5 separate regions of the Mus musculus genome follow, and regions 1, 2, 3 and 4 are each linked to region 5. Evidence: chromatin contacts called from public HiCAR-type and promoter capture Hi-C data. All regions are on one chromosome and are shown on one strand. The core of a region is the stretch at or near the end of the contact, and the rest is flanking DNA. Distances in the headings are between cores, read along the strand shown. Region 1 holds the start of A130010J15Rik (RIKEN cDNA A130010J15 gene). Region 2 holds the start of Syt14 (synaptotagmin XIV). Region 3 holds the start of Hhat (hedgehog acyltransferase). Region 4 holds the start of Sertad4 (SERTA domain containing 4). Region 5 holds the start of Kcnh1 (potassium voltage-gated channel, subfamily H (eag-related), member 1).

What was found. Promoter capture Hi-C pulls out the DNA fragments that hold promoters and counts their contacts. HiCAR-type assays count read pairs that join an accessible place to other places.
Region 1: a contact with region 5 is called in a HiCAR-type map of astrocytes, with 2.5 times the contacts expected there. The contact joins the promoter of A130010J15Rik here to the promoter of Kcnh1 in region 5. A contact is called at or near these places in 7 of 39 promoter capture datasets (the 3T3-L1 cell line, embryonic stem cells, hippocampal neurons and 3 more), 1 of 115 datasets of contacts at active chromatin or transcription factors (astrocytes) and 1 of 9 other capture datasets (embryonic stem cells).
Region 2: a contact with region 5 is called in a promoter capture Hi-C map of the HPC-7 cell line, with 13 times the contacts expected there. The contact joins the promoter of Syt14 here to the promoter of Kcnh1 in region 5. A contact is called at or near these places in 15 of 39 promoter capture datasets (the 3T3-L1 cell line, 3T3-L1-derived adipocytes, the HPC-7 cell line and 10 more) and 2 of 115 datasets of contacts at active chromatin or transcription factors (astrocytes and embryonic stem cells).
Region 3: a promoter capture Hi-C map of stem cell-derived epiblast-like cells shows a contact between it and region 5, with 9 times the contacts expected there. The contact joins the promoter of Hhat here to the promoter of Kcnh1 in region 5. A contact is called at or near these places in 21 of 39 promoter capture datasets (the 3T3-L1 cell line, 3T3-L1-derived adipocytes, the HPC-7 cell line and 13 more), 2 of 484 Hi-C or Micro-C datasets (B cells and the HPC-7 cell line), 1 of 115 datasets of contacts at active chromatin or transcription factors (embryonic forebrain) and 1 of 9 other capture datasets (pancreatic islet).
Region 4: a contact with region 5 is called in a promoter capture Hi-C map of liver, with 6 times the contacts expected there. The contact joins the promoter of Sertad4 here to the promoter of Kcnh1 in region 5. A contact is called at or near these places in 17 of 39 promoter capture datasets (the 3T3-L1 cell line, the C10 cell line, the HPC-7 cell line and 10 more), 2 of 484 Hi-C or Micro-C datasets (embryonic stem cells and ventral hippocampal neurons), 2 of 115 datasets of contacts at active chromatin or transcription factors (craniofacial prominence and forebrain) and 1 of 9 other capture datasets (embryonic stem cells).

Annotation. Positions count from the first base shown.
Region 1 is chr1:193,172,178-193,174,877 of GRCm38.p6, reverse strand. It overlaps A130010J15Rik (RIKEN cDNA A130010J15 gene), which reads right to left and starts at 1,301. Exons shown (of 2, transcript NM_181048.3): 1 at 1,098-1,301; 2 at 1-633. The coding sequence starts at 536.
Region 2 is chr1:193,034,330-193,037,029 of GRCm38.p6, reverse strand. Syt14 (synaptotagmin XIV) reads left to right here and starts at 1,255. Exons shown (of 8, transcript NM_181546.3): 1 at 1,255-1,407. The coding sequence starts at 1,395.
Region 3 is chr1:192,769,800-192,772,499 of GRCm38.p6, reverse strand. Hhat (hedgehog acyltransferase) reads left to right here and starts at 1,281. Exons shown (of 12, transcript NM_144881.4): 1 at 1,281-1,520.
Region 4 is chr1:192,854,340-192,857,039 of GRCm38.p6, reverse strand. Sertad4 (SERTA domain containing 4) reads left to right here and starts at 1,288. Exons shown (of 4, transcript NM_198247.2): 1 at 1,288-1,597. It overlaps Gm15867 (predicted gene 15867), which reads right to left and starts at 2,112. Exons shown (of 2, transcript NR_131748.1): 1 at 1,962-2,112; 2 at 184-1,025.
Region 5 is chr1:192,189,448-192,192,147 of GRCm38.p6, reverse strand. It overlaps Kcnh1 (potassium voltage-gated channel, subfamily H (eag-related), member 1), which reads right to left and starts at 1,371. Exons shown (of 11, transcript NM_001038607.2): 1 at 1,062-1,371. The coding sequence starts at 1,140.

The sequences.
Region 1 (2,700 bases), core at 52-2,551, 980 kb before region 5:
AATGTGTAAGAGACTGGATATCCCAGGAGTATCCCAAATACAGTGCAGAGATTCCAGTCTGAGGAATGTAGCCTGGTGTAGGAGACTCCCTGAGACACATCTTTCTTAAGTCCTCGAAAACGTGTGATGACGTCAGCTATGAGAGATTTCAAGTCCGGGAGCTGGTCCACCGACCGGACAGAAGGATGAGGTTGGGAGCGGGAAACGTCCACGAAAGCTACAGTACCAAGCAGTGTCTGTTCCAAATGCTGACAGGCATACTCAGGACTGACAATAAAGTTATTCTCTCCAATCTCAAGAATGTGAAGTCCTGGCTCCAGGAAGCCCAGCCCCTGTAGTTCCTCCAGATAACTTTGGAGCGCCAATACTCCTGCAGAGTTGCAATCATAGAGTACAGCTGGCTTCAGCCCGCGGGCCACAGCCAGCACCTCTCCTGCCAGGTGAAGGCAGGTAGCTCGAGGTGGGCATTTTCTCTTGCCCATGCCCAGAGTCTGCTGAGCAGCTGCCACCAGCAGCTGAGGGCTTGGTGTTGACATAAGATCTGGAAGTTACATGACATATGGCCTCCTTAGCTAGCCACAGTTCCTTTCCCTGGGCCACACACAGTTCAGCTCCCAGCACTTGAGAAAGATCCTAGAAACAATATGGTAGGGGGAAATCGTTAATACTGTCAAGATGGGGTCACCAATGCTGCACCCCATTTCTCTGGCAGACTTAAGTTTACGAAATCGTCCTTCTAGTCACATTTACATTGTCTCTGGCTTCGATTCTAACTTTTACCTGGTGCAATTTATGCTCTGGGATTCAAACCTTACAGCAAAAGTTACCACTTCTCCCAAAACTGTCCAACTGGGACAGAACTCTGGGCTCTAAACTTCAGCGCCTGTAAGCTCTCCATTGCCAGCTCCTCAGACAGATCTCCACAGAGCGCTCACAGCAGCCTGATCAAACCAGCATAAGCTACAACGCGGAGTAATCACCGCCTCACCCTGCGACACTCAGGTAAGAGAAGCCGCTAGAACTGGGGCACGAGCCAGTTTAACACTTGCTGGACCCTCTTCCCTTCTAGGAAGGCACGCTCCCACCGCCACACCTACCCACACGTGCCTACGCGGTGGTAGACTAGTTACAAAAGGAAGCGCTCTGCCTCAAGACACTCGGCTAGCATTTCCGCCGCAGGTTCGGGGGCGCAGGAAGCCCTTCCGCCTGCCCGCCAGCGGCGTAGTGCCCTCCCACGCCCCACACTCGGTACTGTGAAAACCCGACAGTGTGTGCAGAAGCCCAGGGAAAGACAGCCTGACGTGCATGCGCACTGGCTTACTCCGCCTTTCCGTGACGTCATTTGAAAAGCAAACGCAAGCCAGAACCTTTGAAGAGGCTGCGGACGGAGTGGGAGGTAAAGCCACCTTAGACCCGCCCCTTCCGGTAGAGCCCCTGCGGGCGGGCCTTGCGAGGCGGAAGTGGAAGTGGGGGAGAAGCCGCTGGGACCGCCAGTTGTCAGTCCGCGGAATAAGGGACACCTCTCCTGTGGGCAATGCTGTAAAGCTTTATTTTGTATTATTATTTTTTTAATGTACCTAAATTCTGAACTTGACAGGTATGCCAAGGCCATGCATATTCACTCCTTTTTTAAAAATCGCCTTATTGTGTGGGCGTGCACAATGGCGCCCTGTCAGCTCTCGCTTCCACCTTGTAAGAGGGTCCGAGGTACTGAACTCAGGAAGCCAGCCTGCTGAGCAAGTGCCATTAACTGCTGAGCCAGTACTGTTGTACTATGTGTTGCAGGGGCTGGCCCGGAACGGGACTTCTCGTTCTCTGGTTTATGCCGCGTTGGGGATTGAGCTCTGGAATTCACGCGTGCCAAACACTACTAACTGTATGTCTGCAGCCTGAGTATTCACTCTCAGTGTGCCGAGGTACTGCATTGTACCTTCTTCATGGAGCTCAAAGCCCGAGAGTCCAGTTTGCTGATCATCTTATTTTAAAAGATTGATTTTTATTTCCATTCATAAGTTTGTGCAGGTGCCCAGGAAGCCAGAAAAGGGAGTAGGGTCACCTGGAGCTGAATAAGTTAAAAATATTGTGAGCTGCCTAACACGGGCTTTGGGAACGGAATTCAAATCTTTGGGAGAAAAAGCAGGTCTCATCTCTACAGCCACACTGTTGTGGTGGGGATTTGTTTGTTGAGACAATGTCTTGCTATGTATTCCTCAAACATGACAATCCTCCTGCCTCAGCCTCGGAAGTTCTGAGGTTAGAGTCTACCCTAATTGAATGATACCTCAAGGAGTTATCTATACCTCAAGGAGGATGGGCAAAACTAAGGAGGGGAACACCATCTAGGAAGCCAAAGGTGAGTTAACATCCTTACTGGCCGCTTCAAGGCCACCCATGCCCCTGACCATAACCTCTGACCCACTGCTTTGTAAGTAAACCTAATGGACTCCTTGGTACCCCAGATTGAACTTCGGTGGAACTGTACCCTCATCTGCCATTAGGACCTTAGAAAGTGCCTTGTTCCTTTCTCCAGAGAAGTCTTACAGCAGATAGGAAGGTCAAATGTTGACATAAGGAATTTGCCTATATCTTCTGTGAAGGAAATCTTAAGAAAACTCTAGCCTGGACAAATGGCCCCAAGTTATGGGCAGCAAAATGGAGACCCAGACTGGAGGTTTTACAGTGGTGCTATGCTGGTACCTT
Region 2 (2,700 bases), core at 6-2,505, 840 kb before region 5:
GGTCAGGGAAAAGTCTCAGAAGGTAAAGATGTTTGCTACCAAGCCTGGCTGACAACCTGATTTTGATCCCTGGAGGTCATATGGTGATGAGAACAAACTTCTGCAAACTGTCTTTTAACCTTCACACGAAGGTCCTGCCCCAATAAATAAGCAAATGTAGAAAAAAAATGTTAAAGAATCGATGCCTATTGAGCATCAATCGACTGAGGGAGAAGTTATATAAAAGCAATGAAAGGCAGTTTCTGCTCTAGATTACAGTCCAACCTCACATAATAAGTGGAAAATATTTTCTTCTTTGTTTCTGTCCTTAATATAGCCACCTGTTCTAGGAGTGACCATCTTCTCCACAAGGAAGAATCACTAATCCCCTATCCTTCTAGGCTCCTCCATCCGGCCTTTAAAGTACCCAAACGAAGCGGGATAAACAGTGGAGAGGGGCTGATTAGGTAGCTAGTTTGCTCGGGGTTGGCTTTTGGGTGTTCACATGCTCAAGGGCTTGCAAACTTAAAAATGGGTACATGACATGCATTTCAGGCCCTTTGTCAAGACGTCTGTGCAACACCTACAATTGTGTGGCTTCAAATGTGTGCTTGCAATGCATAGACAAATGGGGAACTCGTTCCTCCAAGGAGGCATCAGGCTCCTGTGGAGTTGGGTCACATTAGAAATGAGGCTGAAGAGAGAGAGGGAAGGAGGGAGAGACAGAGACTATCCTCACGATCCCTCTTTCTGGTTTGCTGTGCCACGAAGCTGTCTCTACTGGCTGGCTGAAATCTGAGGTGAGTGTTCAGGCAAACCAAACCAAACTGAATAGATCTTCGCTGAGAGGGAATCTGGCACCTCCTGGGTGCGGAGACCTGTCCGTGGTCCTGACCGCTTGTCCAGCCGCTCTGGAAGCCTGGTGAAGGCTGGCTGCTGAGGCTGCTCTCTGCTCTGTCTGCACCTGTTGGGAACGCCCGCCTGAGACCCTGCACTGGCTGGGGGAGAGGGGGTTGGGGGAGGTGAGGGCGTGGCCAGCAAGAGGCGGGCGTGGCGGGTCAGGGTGGTAGGCGGGGTTGTGGATATTTCGGGGGCGGGGCCTGGGAAGGTAGATGGGAATGGGTTAAGTCGAGGTTGTGGGCCAAACTATAGTTGTTGCGAGGGGCGGGGCCTAGAGGGGCCGGGGGCGGGGCGGTGTCACGTGCCGACGGTGCGCGACCGTGGAAGGTTCCGCTTCCTGCGCCGCCTGCTCCGGAGCTTCGACCCCACCCCGCCGCCCCGCCCCAGCTCCTGGAGGCCCAGCTGCCTGGCCCCGGGGCGTTCCCGCCCCTCTGGCCCGAGGCCTAAGAAGAGCAAGCTCCAGCACTTACCCCCGCTCTCCCTGCGTGGTTGGTGCGGTCCATGGCGAGCGCATCATGGCGATCGAAGGTAAGTGGAAGGCAAGCGATGCGCGGAGAAGACGCCCCGCGAGCGAGCGCAGGGCCCAGGAGGCCGAGGTGCGGGTTGCGGGTCCGGACTGTAAGGGAAGCTAATGCGGGACACCGGCCTAGGCGCGGCGTGCGGCCCTCGCGAGCACTGGCCTACACACTTTGGGCGCTGAGGTACCGAGTGAGATGCTCAGGCACTAAGGCTCTGAAGTACTGAGTGAGATGCTCAGGTACTAAGGCTCTGAAGTACTGAGTGAGATGCTCAGGTACTAAGGCGCTGAGGTACTTAGACGCCAACTCGCTCAGTCTCTGAGGTGATAATGAGGCGCTGAGGTTCTGAGGCACAGAGGAGACTTAGGTACTTAGACACTGAGGTGCTGAGTCTCTGAGGTAAATGAGGCGCTGAGGTTCTGAGGCACTGAGGAGACTCAGTTACTAAGGCGCTGAGGTACTGAGTGAGATGCTCAGGTACTAGGGCGCTGAGATACCGAGATGCTGAGGTGAATGAGGCTCTGAGGTATTGAGAAGCGCCGTGCTGTTCGGCAGCGGGAGGCTGCCCTTGTGGGATCCGCTCATCCTGCTGCTCCTGTCGGGCTTTCTGGGCCGATGATAACCACGCTGTCCCCTTCGGTTGACGGGTATAGGGGGGCCAGGACATCTTCGTGAGGTCAACCCTCTTATCTGACCCTCACAATTGCTTTTTTCCGGGGAGAGGCAAATGCCTATTTATGACAAACGCACCCAGAAGATTGGCAACAGAAATGTTTCACAAGTAGCTTGATTCGAATTGGGTAAGGTAAGTGGTACCGATGTGTATTTTCCTCTTATTCTGAGAGCATGGAGTTGGAGTGGAGTGGAATTTGCCTTGCTTTTAAGGAGCATATTGTGCAGTTAGTATCACACAGGTGTGATGCTTACAGCATCTTGTTTTCCATTTTAGATGAGCTCAGTACAAAAAAAAGGATTTCCAAAACTTCCCTGCGTGACCTGTACAGAGTACCTGTAGCTGAATCATTACTTGCCTACATTTAATGTGTTCCCCCTCGCACAGTAATTCCCTTAGGTGACTGGTCTCTGTTAGTATACACGCCTGGGGGCTTCTTTAGGATCCAGCCACCAAACTCCAGAATTAACTCAGCTGTGTGTTTCATGTTTACTTCAATTTAGAGATTAAGTACGGGACACATTGACATGATTTGCTAAGATGATGGAGAATAAAATCTACCTGTAATCGTTGATGTTCAGAACAGCATGTTCAACCCTTATTCTTCTCAGTACTGTTTATTAGAGCTGG
Region 3 (2,700 bases), core at 32-2,531, 580 kb before region 5:
AGTGACCTCAATGTATATTATTAACTTCACCCGAGAAGCCCAGCAAAGCTTCCAGTCTCTTAGAATATAAGATAATTTTGTCAAAATACACTCCCACACTCAAGTCTCTTGTCTACGTGCAACTGGATTCTGATGTTTCCATCAACTGTTTTAAATCCACGTGTACTAAGAAGTACCACTTGGAATATTCCCCGCCGGCACGTTCTTCAGCTCATTGCTTAGTCTTGCTTTGGGCTTTGGTATTGTGGGTGTTCTGCATGTGAGGCAAGGCTCCACCACTGAGCTGTGTCTCCTCTGCCAATGCTTACTTTTACATTTTGAGACAGTTTGTCAAAATCACTCTGTAGCCCTGGTTTTGAACTTCGGATCCTCCTGTCTTGGCTGTATAGCTGGGTCACAAGCCTGGAGTATTTTCTCTTACACAGATGTTTCTGATTTACATTAGCCAAACCTGACTTTATTTTATGTCTTCAAATGAGCACTGTGCACATGTAGAAAAGAGTTAGACTTAAATGGCATTGAACCCACAGTAACAGGCCATTTAGAACCTGACACAGAAGAGGACCACCTCTTCTGACTGTCCCAGAGCAGAGCTAACACTTTGGCACCTTCTGGGCCAAACCCTGGGCTTTATTACAGTGACCAGACTTGTCAGGTACCAAGGCACACTGTTATTACAAATATACAAGACATATATGTTGTATGCATGTTGGGTGCTCTCCTGAAGAGGCCAGAGCAAGGCTTCCACATCTTCCTCTTGCCTCACCTCATTTTTGTGGTGCAGGGTCTGCATTAGCCTCTAATTGGAGGCTTCCTGTTTAGACTAAGGCAGCTGGTCAGGATCTAGGGGTTCGATAGAGTCTCTACCTTCAATGACGGGGCTACAGGCACACCAGCCATGCCTGGCTCTTTACTTCAGTGTGGGGATTAAACTCAGATCCTAACACTTGCATAGCAAACCCTTACTCACTGAGCCACATCTCTCCAACCCCCAGGAACTGTTAGAAAGTATATTACGTCTTCCAAACAACAAAGGCCATATGATACCAAGAAAGTATTAACTTGGCACCCTGTGTTTTTATTTTGGGCAACCTGGCACTCCTGGTCCGGCTGTTTTAGTTGGTGCTGGGGAAGGTGGAAGTGAAGATGATTTTAAAGTCGGTTTTGCAGAGATTTCTCCAGCTCTATTTAGTCTGCCCTTCACTGGTCTAAGTCATCTTCCTGTAGCAGGGCAGGCCGTACACACCCCCGCCCCAGACTCATTCCTTTGGGGACCGGAAGAATCCTGGAGCCTGAGGTTCTGGTGGGACCCTGTGTAATGATTCGGCTCCAGTAAATGTACAGAGCCCTGGCCAATCCTGCGTTCGGGAACCCGGGCACAACATCTCAGGCCAGGCGCTCACCCCCGCGGCCTCTGACCCGCGCTGTGCTCGCGAGTCCCTCCCGGGCCGCGGCTCAGCGCGGCGGGGTGCAGGGACGCCTTCTCTCCCGCTCGCCCAGCTCTGCACACTGCGATCCAGGTGATTTCGCCCGCGCGAGACAGACAGGGGAAAAGCCGTGCATCGGGGGCGCGCGTGGAGAGCAGGAGGGGGCGTGGGTGGTGAGGCCCCGCAGGGTCAGAGGGCGCGCGGGGGCTGGCGGCGGGCGCGCGTGGAGCTGGCGGCCGTGCAGGGGCCTGTGGTTGCAAAGGCTGCCACGACTTAACCTGCGCGGAGACAGGGGGCTGGCTGGGGTGCCGCAGCAGGTCGTGGGAGGCTCGCCGCTGACGTGGGGGAGAAACGCAATAGCGTTTCCGCTTCCCGTGTCCGTGTCCGCGTGCTGGAGGGCGGCGACACAAAGGCACGGAGTCCCGGGAACCGAGAACCCTGCTGCTCCCTGCAGGAAGGGCGCCTACAGGCCCTCCCCACGCCCCCACCCGGCCCAGCTCAGAGATTTCTGTTTTCTTCGTGGTGTGTGTGTGTGTGTGTGTGTGTTGAAATTGGGCCAACAAACCCGTGCAGCAAATGTTTAACCACCGAGCCCCAGTTCTCAGTTTAAAGATCTCTTTCGCTTTCCAGAAACTCTCTGGACTTAGTTTCCCTCATCTGTTCAGTGGCAAGACTGGGAGACACCAGTTTTTATGCAGGCTCTCCTCCCCCAGATTCAACAGCTATTGGCCGCTTTTAGATCAGGGCCTTCTACGTGTGGGGACTGACAGCGTTATGCAGTGTGTCTGCTCCGTTCAGTGTGGTGTTCTATTATGTAGAGCTGAGCATCTGCTCCAGTGCCACAGGACGCGGCTCAGGGAAAGCTTTGAAGGGCTGTGCGCTTTCACTCAGGGTCTAGAAGTCCATTCTTTCTGGCTTCTATTCTTCATGTTCCGACTTCCCTGTGATTTCTCTCCCCGTAGGATGGTTTATGTGCTGGCTAAGGACAGTTCTGATGGATGTGTTGTTTTGACAGCACCCCAGAAAGACAAGCTGTGTTCTCCAAGACCCTTCAAGGCCACCAGCACCAATGAATTGTCTATGCTAGGGGCTGGGGTTTGGAGCCTTCTTTGGGGACAAAGGCTTTACCTGGTTTTTACTTGGCTTTCTCTTGGAGAGTCACCAGCTGAAGGTGAGGTCAAGGCCCTGGTTGGCAGTTGGCAAGATCTCCTGGTGATCCCAGGTCAGTGTGGCCCAAGGGCAGGGGTGCCATACTTTGGGGCCTCAGAGAAAT
Region 4 (2,700 bases), core at 39-2,538, 660 kb before region 5:
TCTCTTGGTGTCCTGATACCCTAAGAATTTTTGTGTCTTTGATGCACAGAGTTCAATAGAAACACTTTCTAAATAGATTAGTCCTGACGATGGTTAATATTTGCTACTTTATTGAATAAGGCACATTTACTTCATAAAATAAAAAAAAGGAAATTCACTTAGCTGCATGTCAGTCACCCAAATTTTGAGTGTACAAATGAAATGGAAAACATTTATTACACAAATTTAATTACAATTCTAGGAAATAAACATGCAAATCAGATGGAGCTCAATCTGCAGGCGCTGATCCTCTCCCCCTGGTTTGCAGTCTGTGCGCCTCCTGGATTCGCAGCGACCAGGCAGTCAGAGGCCTGGATCTTGCAGGCGGGAGGATCACTGCTATAAAGAACTGTGTCACATTCAGCGCATCTGGCATAGTAGCAGTTCTTAACACTTTGCACAGGTGCCTCCCTTCCCCCACCCGCGCTTTGTTACGGTCTACCTCTCTAAACCTCTTCCTTCTTTGCACCAGAAGTGACCTCTTCATGACAGAGGGACCCAGACAGCAGTTATGAATCAATGTGTTTGCGGTTTGTTTGTTTTGCTTTTAAAGAAAAACCCAGCCATGCTTGGTGGCACTTGGTAGACAGAGACATACGGATCTCTAAAAGTTCAAGTCCAGCCTGGTCTACACAGTGAGACCCAGTCTCAAAAACAAAACAATAAAAATCCACACAAAAACTAACTCCAATAGAATCCACTACAAGAAGAGGGGGGGGAAATCACTATTTATAAAATAAAATGACTTGAGCTCCTGTCACAGCCTTTCCACCAAGGGCAAGCTTCTTTATTAGTTTTTGTTTGTTTGTCTGTTTGTTTTTCTTGTAGGTTTCCCCCACGGGGATCCGCACCCAGTAGCTGCCAGTTCACGTGGCCGCAGGATGAGTGCTGCCTTGTTACACCCAGGCTGCTGGGGAAGGGATCGAGCGGGCGGGGGAGCGCAAAGGCTCAGTCCAGCTCTGACATCTGTTTCTCATCTCCGTGTGCTGTACAGAGGGGAAGAAAGTCTTTAGTAAGGGGTGGGAAAGGCACAGATTTTTTTTTTCAAATCACACGCACACACAATAAGAAAACTAAAGCAAAATCTAAAAAATAGACAAGACGTCTGGGCAGGTTGCGATGAACGCTTCGTGCGTTGCAGCCCCTGCCTCCCGCGGGCTGCGCGCGTGGGGTCCGGGCTGCGGGCGGGAGCGGCCCGCGCGGCCCCGAGGGCGGAGGCGGAGCGGGGGCGGAGGCAGGGCGGGCGGGGGCGCGGCGCCCCGCGATCTGGCAGAGCGGAGGGAGGCGGGGAGCGCGCTTGTCAGGTTCCCTCTCGCCCCGGGGGCATCCAGCAGAGCCAGGCTCGGAAATCCGCGGGGAAATGGCAAACAGGATTGACGGGTTTCTCGCGCTCCTCGCCAGACACATCGGCTCATTTCCATAACCGTCTGCGGCGGCGGCGGCGGGACCTGCGGGGACCTCGGCCGCCGCGTACCCGGCCACGCCGACTGGGCCCGGGAGGCGCGTGGGCAGCGGCGGCCGCGCGGAGGACGGCGGCGGCTGGAGCGCGGGGCGCGCGGTAAGAGCCGTGACCCCAGGGCGCGCGGGGGCGGGGAGGGTCGCGCGTGGGGCTAGGGCGCAGCTGGACACAGCGGGGCGCGGGGGCGGCGCGCGCTCTCCGGGGTCGCGCGCCCTTCCCGGGAGCTGCGGCGCGCACGAGGCGACCCGGGCGGTGGGCGAAGACCCCGTGGCGGCGAGTCGGGTTTCCCCGGGTAGCAGGAGGGTCGGCCTGGGGCCAAGAGGGTAGGGAGGAGGGCCTGCGGGGCGCAGGGATGCGCGTTCCGCGGAACAAGGCGCCGCTGCCGGAGCTGACACCTTGTGTCCCCCGCCACCTCCGCGCCCGCCCCTGCTCCTGGCTGCGGGCGGCGCTGTCCTCGGCTCACCTCCCCGCGGGCTGCCAGGCCCACGCCCCCGCCTCTAGCAGTCTCCTCGGCCCCGCAACTTTCCCGAGTGCCGGGCCGCAGGAGCGGGGCACCAAGGTCCACCCCTAGCTCCAGCGGCGCGTACCGCGCGGGCGGCAGCAGCTCGGCGAAGGACCAGGGCAGCTGCGGGCTGGAGTGTGGCCCCGCCAGCCGCTGTGAGTCATAGCCTTGGAATCCCACCTTGGCGTGTATTTCCCATAGAAGGAAACTTGGTTTTTAGAAAGAGCGAATAATGATAGCCCTTATTCTTCAGGAGAGGCACTGGGCTCCAGCACCTTGGAAGACAACTTGCCTTTGTTCCCAGACACTTGGGCTGTTTACTTTTCCCTGCGGCCAGCGGCTAGCCGGACGGTGCCCTCGGTCCAGAAAAGGGCTTAAGGGCAGTGATACCAGTCTCCAGGGTGCGTCTGTTTGAGACCCTGGATAAGGGACCCGTCACACCCCTGTACCCCTCCTAGGGCCTGGACTGAGAATGCTAACCCCAAAGCTCCCAGTGGGAAACCTCTGACCTCCTTAGTCGTGTCCGTCCCCCCCCCCACACACACACACCTGCATTCCCAACCCCCAACACCGACAGAGAACTCTTAGCCTCCTGGGACTGCAGCTGGCCATTGCACTTCCCGGGGCACCACAAGGACCTGAAAAAAAAACAAAACAAAAAAAAACCCGACACCTGTCAGGTTTGGAGCGTTGAAGGGTT
Region 5 (2,700 bases), core at 122-2,621:
AGCTCTTGAGTTAGGTCCCCACAGCCTCTCCAACGGAGAGAGTCGCCTGCTTCTGGAAGGAGAGGGGCCCAGAAGTCTGCTAGGGGGATCTCAGAATTGGGTAGCCTGGTGAACAGGTGTATGCAGCAACTCCCCATCTCCAGGACTGTATGTGCAAGCTGTGGGTCGGAAAGGTTTGGATAGCTCCCTTTGGATCGCTACTCTGAGGACTTTTCGCCTTCTGGGCTTCATGCTAATAAACCATAGGAAACTGCAATCTCTGAGTAAAAAGGTGTCGAAAATTATTCCCCTTCCATCAGTCATAGTAGGACTCTCTCCTCCCAGCTACAAAAACCTCGTGCTTGTGCACAGGTTTCTTGGGTAATGAATCGGCTTGTGATGGAGGACAAGATTGGGAGGGTTTAAAAGAGACAATAGATGCCAAATTTGTACCCGGGACCACTTAGTTCCCTCTGTTTCCCCGGCTGAGTCCAGAAAAACCATCGGACCTTCGTGAGCCATTTGCTCTAGCTGGTTGGCGAGGGTGCATAAGACAGCCCTGCCAAAGGGTTTCTTCTGGTCAGACTTTCCTGCTTAAGGGATGGAAGGTGGAGTTGGCAACGTCCCTGCACCCGAACAGGGCCAGGACCAGTAGCCCAGCTCTGCTGCTACCTCTGGCCTCCCTGCTCCTCAGGACTCCCGGGGAGCCTCCGCGGGGAGGCGGCCAGTGCGCATCAGGAGCGCAGTGCTTGAAGGTGGCCAGCCTGCAGCCACTTTTCGCATGACTTTTCTCACCAAATGCCAGGCTTTCCTGGAGAGGACAGCGGGAGGGCGCGGGAAAAGGCCCCAAAGGCGTAGGCTAGAGATCTCTCCTCCAGAGATGGGGCACACTAGACCCCCTCCAGCCCTGCCCACCTCCCAGGCCCGCAGGCAAGAGAAGCTGGTGAGCGGAGCTCCGGGATGCCCCCGCATCTGTTGGCACCAGGCGGGAGGCGTCTGCAATCACCGCACTCAGAAAAAAAAAAAAAAAAAAAAAAAATCAAAACCCACCTGGGCGACAGAAATCCAAAGGCAGTTCTTACCGTTGGACCGCCGCACGATGTTCTCCAGAAACGTGTTCTGCGGGGCCACTAGTCCCCGCCGGCCGCCAGCCATGGTCATCCTCCCGACTGCCGGACTCTGGGGGCGTCCGGCGCCGTGTCTCACCGCAGCAGGCGGCCGGGTGCGCAGCCCGCAAGCGTTCCTGGCTCCACGCGCCCCATGCGCTCCGCAGCCCCGGAGCGCAGGGGCGGCGGCTGGCTCCCGCTGCCGCCCTCGCTGCGCTCCGCACCTCCCCGCTGCGGCCCGCCCGGGTGTGCGCTCGAGTGCCCCGGGCTCGGTGCGCCGCGGCCGCCTCCCGTGGGCGGAGGGAGCCAGCCGGTCCAGGGCGCCCCCTACCGTGCGCGCATCCCTCGGGGACACAGCCGTAACCAAGAGCCACGGGGTGAGGCTGGAACCGGAGCGGCACCCTCTGGGTGCAGCGGGAAGTGTTATCCAGAGTGTGCCTGGGGTGTGCAGAGCACGGTGAGCAGCTTTATTGGTAAAGTCACATACACACACACACCCGAAAAGGTCACAAGAAGACTCTTTCTTTACGCGGTGTCAGATCGGAGTCAGAACCTTCAGGCTCTGCAAACAGCATGAGCTGCATGTCTATCCAGCTTCCCCAGAATTAACCAACCAAGTGTCTAAGGGCAACAACTTACAGAGTGACTGCCAGATTCAGCTCCCAGGAGCCGTTTTGGTTTGTCTTTACCATCAATGTGCCTGCAGCCTCCTCAGTTGATAAATGGCTTTCACCTGTTTGGCGTCTTCTCTTACAGAGCAATCATTTTACCAAAAAAGAAAAACAACAAAACATGAGTTGGCACATCGGGGTTTCCAGCTACAGTACAATCTCTTAAGATTTGTGTGTAAGGTGAAAAAAACAAAAAAAAAAACAAAAAACGGGAACTGGCTGTCCAGCATCAAAGAGGAGGGCTACTTCTGAAAGCTTCCCAAAGTAAAAGTACATCAGATTTTAATTAAACAGCCATAGCTGTGGCTTGGAGAAGCATCCACAAGGCACAGGTGAAGCAGGTGCGGCTTCACAGCAGGTAGAAATGACTTGGACCTCTTGTTCACTGAAGGAAGAGGGGGTGTTCCAACTGCACATAATGTGTACCTGTCGTTGTGCTGTGCGTGTGGCGGGGGACTGAGACAATGCCCACAGAAGGATGCATTGCTACTTGACTGGTTAGTTTCCAACTGGACAAAGATTCAAAATAAAATGCAAAGATAAACCCGCCGCTGAAGCCCGTGACGCCGGGGCTCACCTCCGGAAACACCTTAATGGTTCGCAAAGACACACTGTCTCAATTTTTTAATCTCAGAAGCAGAGCCAATTCCTTCCAGGCATTCTCTGAGTGGTCGAGCACTGCGGAGAATAGACGGGGGGGGGGGGGGGGGGATCCTGACTTTAAAGTTCTGTGCGGGAGGTCTGCAAAGATGGCTCAGCACCTGAGAGCACTCTTGCAGGAGACCTGCGTTTAGTTCACAGTAGGCCAAAGCCATCTGAAATTTCAGTTCCAGACCATTTGATGCCCTAGTCTGACTTCTTCAGGCACCAAGCATGTGCATAGTACACGTACAAACATGCAGGCAAAACACTCAAACTCACAAAATCTGTCTGAAAAAAAAAAA